3 separate regions of the Mus musculus genome follow, and all the other regions are linked to region 1. Evidence: chromatin contacts called from public HiCAR-type data. All regions are on one chromosome and are shown on one strand. Each heading gives the region's core, a stretch centred on a gene start, on an enhancer-like site or on the middle of the called end of the contact. The rest is flanking DNA. Distances are from core to core; before and after follow the strand shown.

What was found. HiCAR-type assays count read pairs that join an accessible place to other places.
Region 2: a contact with region 1 is called in a HiCAR-type map of astrocytes, with 4 times the contacts expected there. The contact joins the promoter of Pank3 here to the promoter of Fgf18 in region 1. A contact is called at or near these places in 1 of 484 Hi-C or Micro-C datasets (CD8 T cells), 1 of 115 datasets of contacts at active chromatin or transcription factors (astrocytes) and 2 of 9 other capture datasets (adipose tissue and liver).
Region 3: a contact with region 1 is called in a HiCAR-type map of astrocytes, with 5 times the contacts expected there. The contact joins the promoter of Rars here to the promoter of Fgf18 in region 1. A contact is called at or near these places in 2 of 39 promoter capture datasets (embryonic stem cells and pre-B cells), 1 of 484 Hi-C or Micro-C datasets (pre-megakaryocyte-erythroid progenitors), 1 of 115 datasets of contacts at active chromatin or transcription factors (astrocytes) and 2 of 9 other capture datasets (adipose tissue and liver).

Annotation. Positions count from the first base shown.
Region 1 is chr11:33,145,656-33,149,087 of GRCm38.p6, reverse strand. Fgf18 (fibroblast growth factor 18) reads left to right here and starts at 1,688. Exons shown (of 5, transcript NM_008005.2): 1 at 1,688-1,846; 2 at 2,007-2,043. The coding sequence starts at 1,815. RefSeq lists an enhancer at 1,083-1,113 and promoters at 928-1,871, 1-1,871.
Region 2 is chr11:35,767,401-35,770,817 of GRCm38.p6, reverse strand. Pank3 (pantothenate kinase 3) reads right to left here and starts at 1,323. Exons shown (of 7, transcript NM_145962.2): 1 at 871-1,323. The coding sequence starts at 898.
Region 3 is chr11:35,832,903-35,835,946 of GRCm38.p6, reverse strand. Rars (arginyl-tRNA synthetase) reads left to right here and starts at 1,419. Exons shown (of 15, transcript NM_025936.3): 1 at 1,419-1,510; 2 at 2,641-2,775. The coding sequence starts at 1,466.

The DNA.
Region 1 (3,432 bases), core at 439-2,938:
TCAGGATTTGTTTTTAATACTGCCCCCTTAGCCTCAACTTTGAAAAAGAACTGAAAGTCGCTTACAGGGAGGTCTGGTCCTTGGAACAAATACTATGTTTCTATAACTTGAGAAATAACACCACCGAGCAGCACCTTCTTCACTTTGCTCCAGCGAACGGGGAATAACAACCACAGCTACGGACACAAGGCCTTTAAATCAAATAATCCGAATTCCTGAGTTTTGCATTTTGAGCTCGTTCTCTAGTTTCTTGCCCACTGTGACCTGTTTGTTTTAGCATCAGTCCAAAGCAGAACTTGGCTGACCCAGGCTCTAGACAGAATGAGGCAGGCCTCTGACAACAATATCTACATTTGGGGGTTAATGGAAGGACAGAAAAAGTTCAGGGTTGGTGATCAAGGGCAGGAAAACTAGCTGCTTAGATTGCGAACTGAAGAGGACCTGGAGTGAGCGCTGACCAGAGTCCTGGCTACTCCCAGGCATGTAGCCATTCAGGGGCGAGGTTACAGCGACATTTTTGAGCCGCTAGGTGGTAGCCGTGTGCTTCCAAAACCCGGGTCACCTAACTAGAGAACGCAGCTGGAATCCCTAGAACCGACCTTAGAGTCCCAGAGCGGGGGAAGGGAGAGAGACGCCCCTGAGACTTTGCCATCTCCTACGGCAAAACAGAAGAAGGCGTTACTTAGCGTAGTCATCCCACGGTGGTGGTTGTGGTGGTGGTGCGTGTGTCTGGGAAAAGCCACTATCTTGCGTGGCCTAAGGGTAAGGGTAAACACGACTCCTTTCAGTTGAGTCACCCCACCGGGCGGGCCTCGTCTGTCCTCCCCTTGCTTCCCAACTCTAGTGGATGTGAATATGAACAGCAAATGTGAGCATTCTTTGGGAACCCCGCCTGCTCCATTCGGCCAATATTAGCCTTGTGTCGGAGAGCTCCGACGGCTTCCAGCGCTCACCAGGTCCAGCTTCGTGGGTTCTGCCATGCTGAACGGCCAGTCCCATTGCCGACAGTATTGAGTGCCTCCCCTCCAACCCTGAGCCGCCAGAAGGAGGAGGCAGCGGAGAGGCCGCGGCAGGCAGGCGAGCAGGCAGGGCCGGCTTTGATGTGGGCGCGGCGCACCCAGCCGCGCTGAGCGCCCGTCCGGCCGCGCCCCGAGGGGGGAGCCCCCGGGCCCCGCATCCTCATTGTGCCGGCGCGGGCCCGGACCCGCCCCTGGCCCCCCGCCCCCTCGCCGCCCTCGCGTAGAAAACGCCCCGGCCGCCGCCAGCGGTGGGAGGCGGCGATGCGCACGGCCGGAGAGACACAGAGGAGGAGACATGAGCCGGCGGGCGCCCAGACGGAGCGGCCGTGACGCGTTCGCACTGCAGATGCGCGCCCCAGCCTCGGAGCGCTGACCCCGGCCCCGCTAGCCTCGCGTCCCGGTTGCGGCGCCTCTGCCGCAGCACCCGCCGTGCATGCTGCCCCTGGACTGAACCCGCAGCCCGCGTCTCGCGAACGTCCAGACGGCCCTCCCGTCCGCCCGCTTCAGTCCAGCTTCCCCGCACCGGCCGGGCTCCTCCCGCACCGCGTTCGCCCCACAGCCCCCGCGCCGGCTCGGAGGGCGCAGCGCTCCGGAGGAGCCGCGCGGGGCGCTGATGCCGCAGGGCGCGCCGCGGAGCGCCCCGGAGCAGCAGAGTCTGCAGAAGCAGCCGGCAAGGAGGGAGCAGCAGCAGCGGCGGCGGCGGCGGCGGCGGCGGCGGAGGCGCCCGGTCCCGGCCGCGCGGAGCGGACATGTGCAGGCTGGGCTAGGAGCCGCCGCCTCCCCCCCCGCCCCGCGATGTATTCAGCGCCCTCCGCCTGCACTTGCCTGTAAGCACCCGCCCGGGTCTGGCCACCCTGCCTGGATGCCTGTCCCTGTGCGTGTGTGGCTCTGTCTGTCTGTCCGCCCGACTTTCTGCTACGTGTCTGTCTGTCTATCTGTGCCCCTTCCTCGGATCTCACTGACCTCCTCTCCCTCTTTCTCCCGCAGGTGTTTACACTTTCTACTGCTGTGCTTCCAGGTTCAGGTACGTGGGCTCCTGAGAGTCGAGTCGTGTCTCTCCCCCACCCCCCTGCCAACCCCAGCGCGCTCTTCTTCGAGGTGCTGGCCGACCCCCCTTCCCGGGACCGCGCCCCCTCTCGGTGCCCCACCCCTCCTGGGCAACAAGCCCAGTGCACCTGTTCCCAGGGCGCAGAAGGGCGGCTTCGCGCGCGTCCTGCGCTGGCGGTATCAGGCCAAGGGCTAGGAGCTACTGCTTGAGCCAGTGCAGACTGTCGCGGCCTCGGTCAGCCTCGGTAGGGAAATCTCTCAGAGTCGGAGGGCTGACTCTGGCCCGAGTGATGTGTGGGACTCCAACCTCCGACCACAGCTGGCGAGGTAGGGACCTAGAGGTTTTTATGCCAACTGTCCCTTTACGGCTTGCTTGTCCCTGCAGACAAAAAGGTTGTTTTCAGCTAAGTGGATTTTGAGTCCAGAGAGAGAGAGCTTTAGTTGTAAATTACTCTGTGTGTGTGTGTGTGTGTGTGTGTGTGTGTGTGTGTGTGTGTGTGTGGAGAGAGAGAGAGAGAGAGAGAGAGAGAGAGAGAGAGAGAGAGAGAGAGAGAGTTCTCCCCATCCTGCTGCGCTCTGCTCCACATGTCCTTGCCCAAGGTGGTGCAGCCCAGGGCTTGTTCCCTGCCTGGTCCCCGTTCGCTCTCTGTGAATCAGAAAAGGGCTTGGCGCTCAGCCTGGAAAGCACTTGCTAAAATCTGATCTGTTACTTCAGCAGCTTTCAGACTCGGGAAGGTCTTGGCACACAGACAGTTGGAATGCTCTGGCTTCCAAAGCCGTGGAAATGAAGGAAAAGGGGGGGGGGGGTAGGGAGTCGACTTCAGCCCCGATTAGAACCAGACCAGGGCTGCCTCAGCATGGTGTGTGTGGGGCGGGGTGTGTGTGTGGGGGGGGGTGGCAATAAGAATAGGAAACACCAGCTGCCCAATACCTCCACCTACCTACAGCTACAAGGGAGGGGACCCAGAATAAACTGGACATAGGCCAAAAGAGGATTATCTGTCCCCTCCCCCTCTCCGTGAAAGGCAGGTGTCCTTGCAGGGCTAATGGGAAGATGCTTGGTTGTAGCCTTCTGAGTTCTGGAGATGCCTGGAGACAGCCCTGTGCACCAGCTAGAGGTGGTTCTCCCAGTTTTCTGGTACAAGGAAGTGTGTGTGTGTGTGTAGCTGAGGCCGTGGTTCCTAGTTCAATCTTCACTGTTCCTTGGGACAGACATGAAACTCAGTGCAAAACCAGTTGAGACTCTGGGCTGAAAGGATAGATGGATGGACAGACTGATGGCTCTTTCCTTCTATTGGCCAGGCTGGGGTCCCCAGTGACTTCTTGAATCAATACAACTGGAGTCAGTAACTTAACGCTGGCTGTT
Region 2 (3,417 bases), core at 74-2,573, 2.6 Mb before region 1:
AACAGGCAGGGAAGATGTTCATGCCCCCTTTACAGCTGACCTCTAGGCGCAGTTGTAGATGGCATAAAACACTAAAATCTGTAAAACCTCTATGACAGGAACACAGATCCCCACATGCCCAGTTAGTAGAGAATGAAAGAACAACATTCACAAAGACTGAGCCAATAAACAAGCCAACCGCAGGAATAAGAGGCATTTAAAAGACAGCTTGTGAACCTTGATGTGTCTCTCATAACAGGGTTAGAACCTTTGCATGTATATGCATGTACAACTACAGAAAAAAGCTCGAGGTATTTATCACCATATTAATGTGTTCGAAATAGCTGAAATACGATGTTTAACCTTGGTGTTTATCTGCTCCCTAAAACACAAAACCAGCTGATTTTCTAAACTGCCCAAGCCATTAATTTATCTACAGGCAGAGTACATGCACAAGCGTTGAACAGCTCCAAATGCAAGGCTGACAACTCCCAGGAACCCACCTGGACTTCAAGGACACGCGCAGGAAACCCAGAAACTGGGGAAAATGGGAGGGAGGTGGTGTACCAACCCCTATCTGACAGCCATGACTACCTCTTTTCAAGAGGGGCCTGGTAGCTGTGCTCCCATTTTGGTAAAACCCGAGTCAAGATTCTCCCGTGCACCTCCCAGATCTGCAGGAGCAAGAGAGCAGCGGGCAGGGGGACCGCAGGAGCCTGGCCCTCATGCATGGGGGTGGGGAAGCCCGCCGCCTGCAACCTGGGGCTGCAGCGATCCCTCCCTTCCCTCCCTGGCTGGCGTCCGAGAACAGTCGCGAGCTTAAAGCGGGCCGCTCCGCCAGAGGCTCCAAGGCCCGTCTTCCCAACCCACGGGTCCCCGGTCCCATCTTACAGGGTTTTTTGGCATCCTTGATCTTCATGGCGTCGGCCTAAGGCGCGAGGGGTAGCCTCGGGTGCAGAGCTCAGCGAGGAGAGGTGAATACTCCGGAGCTGGCTGGGCCGCGCGGCGAGGCCCGGCCGGTTCCTCCCCTCAGGCCGGGTGGGGCGGGCCTAGGGCGGGGCGGCGGCGCCTGAGGCCACAGGCGGCCCACGGGGCGGCCCAGCAACCCCGCAAGGGGCGGCCGGGACCGAGCGAGCCGGGGAAGGCCGCGGGCCTCGCCGCTCCGTGGCCCCCCGCAGCCGCTCCGAACAAAAGGCCCCGGTCCCCCGAGCCGCCGCCGCCGCCGCCGCCGCACTGAGAAATAGCCCGCCCAGGCCCAGCGCCCACGTGACTCAGGCCTCCTCGCCTCGCTCTCCGCGGGGCTGCTAGGAGTTGTAGTTCTCCGTAGAGTGAGGCTCCACTCTCCTGCGGCAGATGCTCAGGCGGACTACAAAGCCCAGGATGCCTCTCGACCCCTATTTCTAGCCCCCCTCCGCTTCCGGAGATCGCCTCAGAGTGGTCCCAGCGGGGAAGAGGCGGAGCCTTAGTCACGCCAGCAAGGAGGCCGCCAATGGTAGCAAGCCGTGGGCGGTCCTGGCAATTCCCGGGCTCTGGTCTCGTAGCGGCTGAAAGAAGAGAGGGGTTGTGAACTCTGAGGGCGCTGTGGCTGTCACGCAGTCGCAGATTTTCCTCTTGATGGTTTTTCCCTGTGATGGCTGTGTCAAAATTCAGGGGTCCAGACCACTGAATACGTTTGATGAGATAAGTCATCCGCTAAAGGAACACCTTGAATATTGGGGTTGGAAGGTCACTAAAGATGGTAACATTTGCTACATAATTATTATTTAATGTAATGTAGTCTAGCAGCCTTTTGAGTCACATGCGAGTTTTATTTACTGTGAAGATACGGCAGGAACGAGGCAGTCGAAACACTTGAAAGTTGTAGTATGGTCGTGGTGCAACGCCTTTAATCCCTGAACTCTGTGGAGGCAGAGGCAGGCAGATCTCTGGAAATTCGAGGCCAGCCTGGTCTACAGAGCGAGTTCCAGGACACCCAGAGCTACAGAGAAACCCTGTCTCATAAAACAAAACGTTTGAAAGCACATGCCTTTCAGGTTCCTCACAGGATCTCTCTAGTCTAGCTCCTCATTATAAAGAGGAAAGTGACTTTCAGAGAAAAGAATTAGATGCACCAGTTCTCAGAATAAACCCAGGATACCCTTTTCTCTACGCCTCTTGTGATTTGAGATCATCCATCGGAAAAGGAAGAGATGGTATCAAGGACATGGCCTCTCCTCCACTTTTATGTCTTAGATGGCAAAGAATTCAGTCATTGACAATATGTGGCTTGGTAGGAACCTCCATGTGCTTGCCCCTGGGGAGTTGGCCCTGGAAGATAGCATTCCAAGAAACAATCTAACTGGCGAGCTCTGCTGTCCTGCCTTTGCTGATTGCTATAGTTTGGATTTAGTTGCTCTAAGCCAAAATTCACACTGAGGCTTCATTTCTCAATGAAGTAGTGTGAGAAGGTGGGGCCTTCAGGAAGTGACTGGGTAATGGGGACACCAGTCTTGCGGTTGATCAATGACTTTCTCTAGAGACTGTATTACATCTCATGGGACTAGGTTAGAGCTTATGGGAATGAGTTGGGTCTGGCAGGTCTGGTTTAATTACTGTGTACTGGTGGATATAATGGAAAGTTAGCTTTGGTGTTCTGGCGACTTTCAGATTCACTTGACATTCTTCTTTGGATTTTACCGTGTAATGTTTGTCAGACCACCCCTGCCTCCAAAGGGTAACTAAACACCCTCCTCCCCCATAACATACCAAGTCTCAAGTATTTAGATATAGGCAACACAAGACAGACTGAAACAGTTGATAAAGCAAGGGCAGAGAGAGAGAGAAGCCAGGTGTGTGGTAGTGGCTCATGCCTTTAATCCCAACATAGACAGGCAGATTTCTGAGTTCCAGGCCAGACTGGTCTACAGATCAAGTTCCAGGAAGGCCAGGGCTACACAGAGACACCCTATTGGGGGCTGGAAAGGGGGAGATAAGAAAGGACCAGGGCGATGGTGGCCCATACTTTTAATCCTAGTTCTGGGGAGGCAGGTACAGGCAGATCTCTGTGAGTTCCAGGACAACCAAGATTACACAAAGAAACCCTGTCTTATTTTCTGCCTTTGTTCTTACCCCAAGATTATTTCTTGAAACAAATTTGTGTGGTAACCAGAGCTGATGGGAATACTCCAAATCCAGAAAAGCTATTGCTTACCCTTAGCCCTGGAAATTCCTGGTTTAAAAAAACCTTTGTTTTGCTGGGCGGTGGTGGCACACGCCTTTAATCCCAGCACTTGGGAGGCAGAGGCAGGCGGATTTCTTAGTTCAAGGCCAGCCTGGTCTACAAAGTGAGTTCCAGGACAGCCAGGGCTATACAGAGAAACCCTGTCTCGAAAAAAAAAGCAAAAAAAAAAGCTTTGTTTTGGGCTGGGAAGATGGTTCAGCGGGTAAGAGCACTGACTG
Region 3 (3,044 bases), core at 170-2,669, 2.7 Mb before region 1:
AATCACAGTGTTGTGTGTGTGTGTGTGTGTGTGTTTTTAACATTTTTTTATGTGCTGTGGTGATAGCCAAGTGCCTTAATGCAGCATTTTCTCAAAGTGGGTATAGGTACCACTGGTGACAATATAGAAAACTATAGGCCCGGAGAGGCAGCAGATGTAATCCCAGAACACAGGAAATGCTTGAGTTTTAGGCCAGCCCGCTCTACCTAGCAAAAAGAAAACACAGGTAGATATGGCTGCATTCTTTATTATCTATAATAATATGTTGATTGTTTTTGAAAGTTTATCTATTTTATGTATATGGGTGTTTTGTCTGCATGTATGCTTGCACACCAGGAGAGAGCATCAAATCCCAGGGAACTACATGTTCATAGGTGAGTGTGAGCTGCCATGTGAATACTGGGATCAAACTAGGACCTCTGGGGGAAAAAAAAACAGCCAGTGCTCTCAACCACTGAGCCACCTCTCAAGTCCTATATTTATTTAATATGTAGCATCTTTAGCCCACACACTCAGCCCATGGATTCATAGATATTATTGTTTAGGATGAAGATAAGTAAATTTTAACGTGAACTAAATCCATCTTGGTGGTAAAACCACGTTACCACGACCCTTGGAAGGTGGAAAGAAAAAGATCAGAAGTTCAAGACAAAAGATCAGAAGCTCAGCTAAATGCAAGACTACCCTGGGCTACATCTTTCAAACGAACAGAAGAGCCTGAGAGATGCTCCAAGAGGCTGCCTGGCTCAAGTCATTGTACCACCTTCCTTTCTTGGTAATTAAAACATTGTTTGCCTGGTAAGGAGGCTGAGGCAGGAGGATGGAGAGTCAAAGGTCAGAGTGGAATACAAAAAGTCTACACATGCACATGTGCGCGTGCACGCGCGCACTACACATACAATGAAAAGGAAAGCCATTGTTTTCTCTTTCCCCTTTCAGGCAGTCTCCATTAGTTTAAGGACCTTTTTTTATCATACATTCTAAACATCTTCACATCCTGGAGAGAGTATCTAGCACCTTAATGTGAACAACAACAAAAATGCCTGTTTAACAGAGGGATGAGTTGCAGGCAGTGGTGGCGCATGCCTTTAATCCCAGCACTTGGGAGGCAGAGGTAGGTGGATTTCTGAGTTCGAGGTCAGCCTGGTCTACAGAGGGAGTTCCAGGACAGCCAGGGCTAGAAACCCTGTCTCGAAAAAAACAAAAACAAAAAACACAAAAAATCAAAACAAAAGAGGGATGGGTTCTGTGCCCATGCCCGCGCCATGCCTCCAAGCAGAGGGTAGGTTGCTTTGGCCTGCTCCCCGCCTCTCTCGCAGTGTCTCCTGGATCCCGTTAGGGGGCAGCAGAGGGCGCGCCCTGAAAAACCAAAAACAGTGACTTACCCGGGTAGGAATTTCCGTTTCCGGCCCAAACTAGACACTTCCGCTTCCGGCCGCTTGGCATGTGAGTCGCTGACGAGAGGATGGACGGTCTGGTGGCTCAGTGCTCCGCGCGGTTGCTGCAGCAGGTTTGTCCCTGGGCGGGGCGGAGGGCTCTGGAGCGGGCGGCGGCGGGGCAGAGTCCGCAGTGGCTTCCACAGGCGGCCGCGGCGACCCCAGTCCGGGACCTCGGGGCTTGCGAAGCCTTGCTGCTCCGCTGGCCCTTTCCTCTTGGCCGGGTCGTGCGACTGTCACTCAGAGAAGAGAGGGTGGACAGCGAGCGAGGCTCACTCTGCTGGTCGCCCAGGCCAGGTTAGAGCAGGACAGGTGTGCCCTGAGACCCAGCCGGAAACTTCCCAAGAAGCCGCCAGTGTTGGTCTGGAACAGTGTCACAATTTTGAAAAACGAAAGTAAGACCAGCCCCTTTTCTTTTTCGGGCCTAGACACTAGCGTTAGGAACTCAGTTTGTCTAAGTCTTCCCTGGACAATAACTGCTTTTATGCAAATCATCCCCGAGGTGCAAAATAAATGGACAAGCTCTTTACTGCTGAGTCCAGTGAATAGTAGCAGATCTTGGAGAGATGGGGAAAAAAAAAACCATATATATATGAAGTTTACGTAGACCCAGAAAAGGCAAAGACGGACACTTGAGTGATTTCGAATATGACAAAAGATGGATTGACTCCTTTTTGTCTCGGGATCTAACCCAGAGCCAAGGCCTATGTGTGGCAAGCAGCACTGAGGGGTGCAAGTCCCCAACTCCTACTGATGTTTGTTGGTTTGTTTTGTCGTTTTTGATTTGGTTTGGTTTTTTTTAGTCCCAAGTCATTAGATTTAGCAACACAGGTAGTAAAGCCAGAAACTTGTACTCTGACTAAATCAGGATGCACCTAGCTAAAGAAGAGACTTCCGTGTTTGACTCTGGCCCTGGACTTTCAACTCACAGCCTCTCAACTGCTAGGACTGGAGATGTGTACTGCCATGCACACTTGGCTGAGTTATATTCTCTGCCCCGCAGTCCCTCATCCCCAGCACACACATGTGAACTCAGTTCCATCTCATAAAGGATGATTGCTGACGTCAGTAAAATCATTGCAAAGTCCATTCTCATTTTTCTACCCCACATGTTGTGGAGAGCGAAATGAGGAAGTCTGTGGTAAGGTTTGCCATTATCCGGGAAGCATTTGTTTGACCTGGAAAAGTTGCCTTTCCCTTACAGGAAAGGGAGATTAAGGCTCTGACTGCTGAGATCGACCGGCTGAAGAACTGTGGCTGCTTGGAAGCTTCTCCAAGTTTGGAACAGTTACGAGAAGAAAATTTAAAATTGAAGTATAGGCTGAATATTCTTCGAAGGGTAAGTGCTCCGGATGTTTTCAAATAATTTGTTGTTGCTGTTGTTGTTGTTACTGAAGATTCTAGAAGTACGTGCTATAAGAATTGAGAAGAGGAGTTTGTTTAGAAATCAGTTTTCCTGCATAAGGCAAGTTAGGACTCATTAGGCTGGAGAAAGTGGGGCGGCACTGGCTTCCCAGGGCCCTTTTAAGTAGTTTATTATGATACCCCTTTTAAGTGGTTCATTACGATGGTTTAATGGTTTGGAAGTTGAGATTTCTTCAAAGGCTT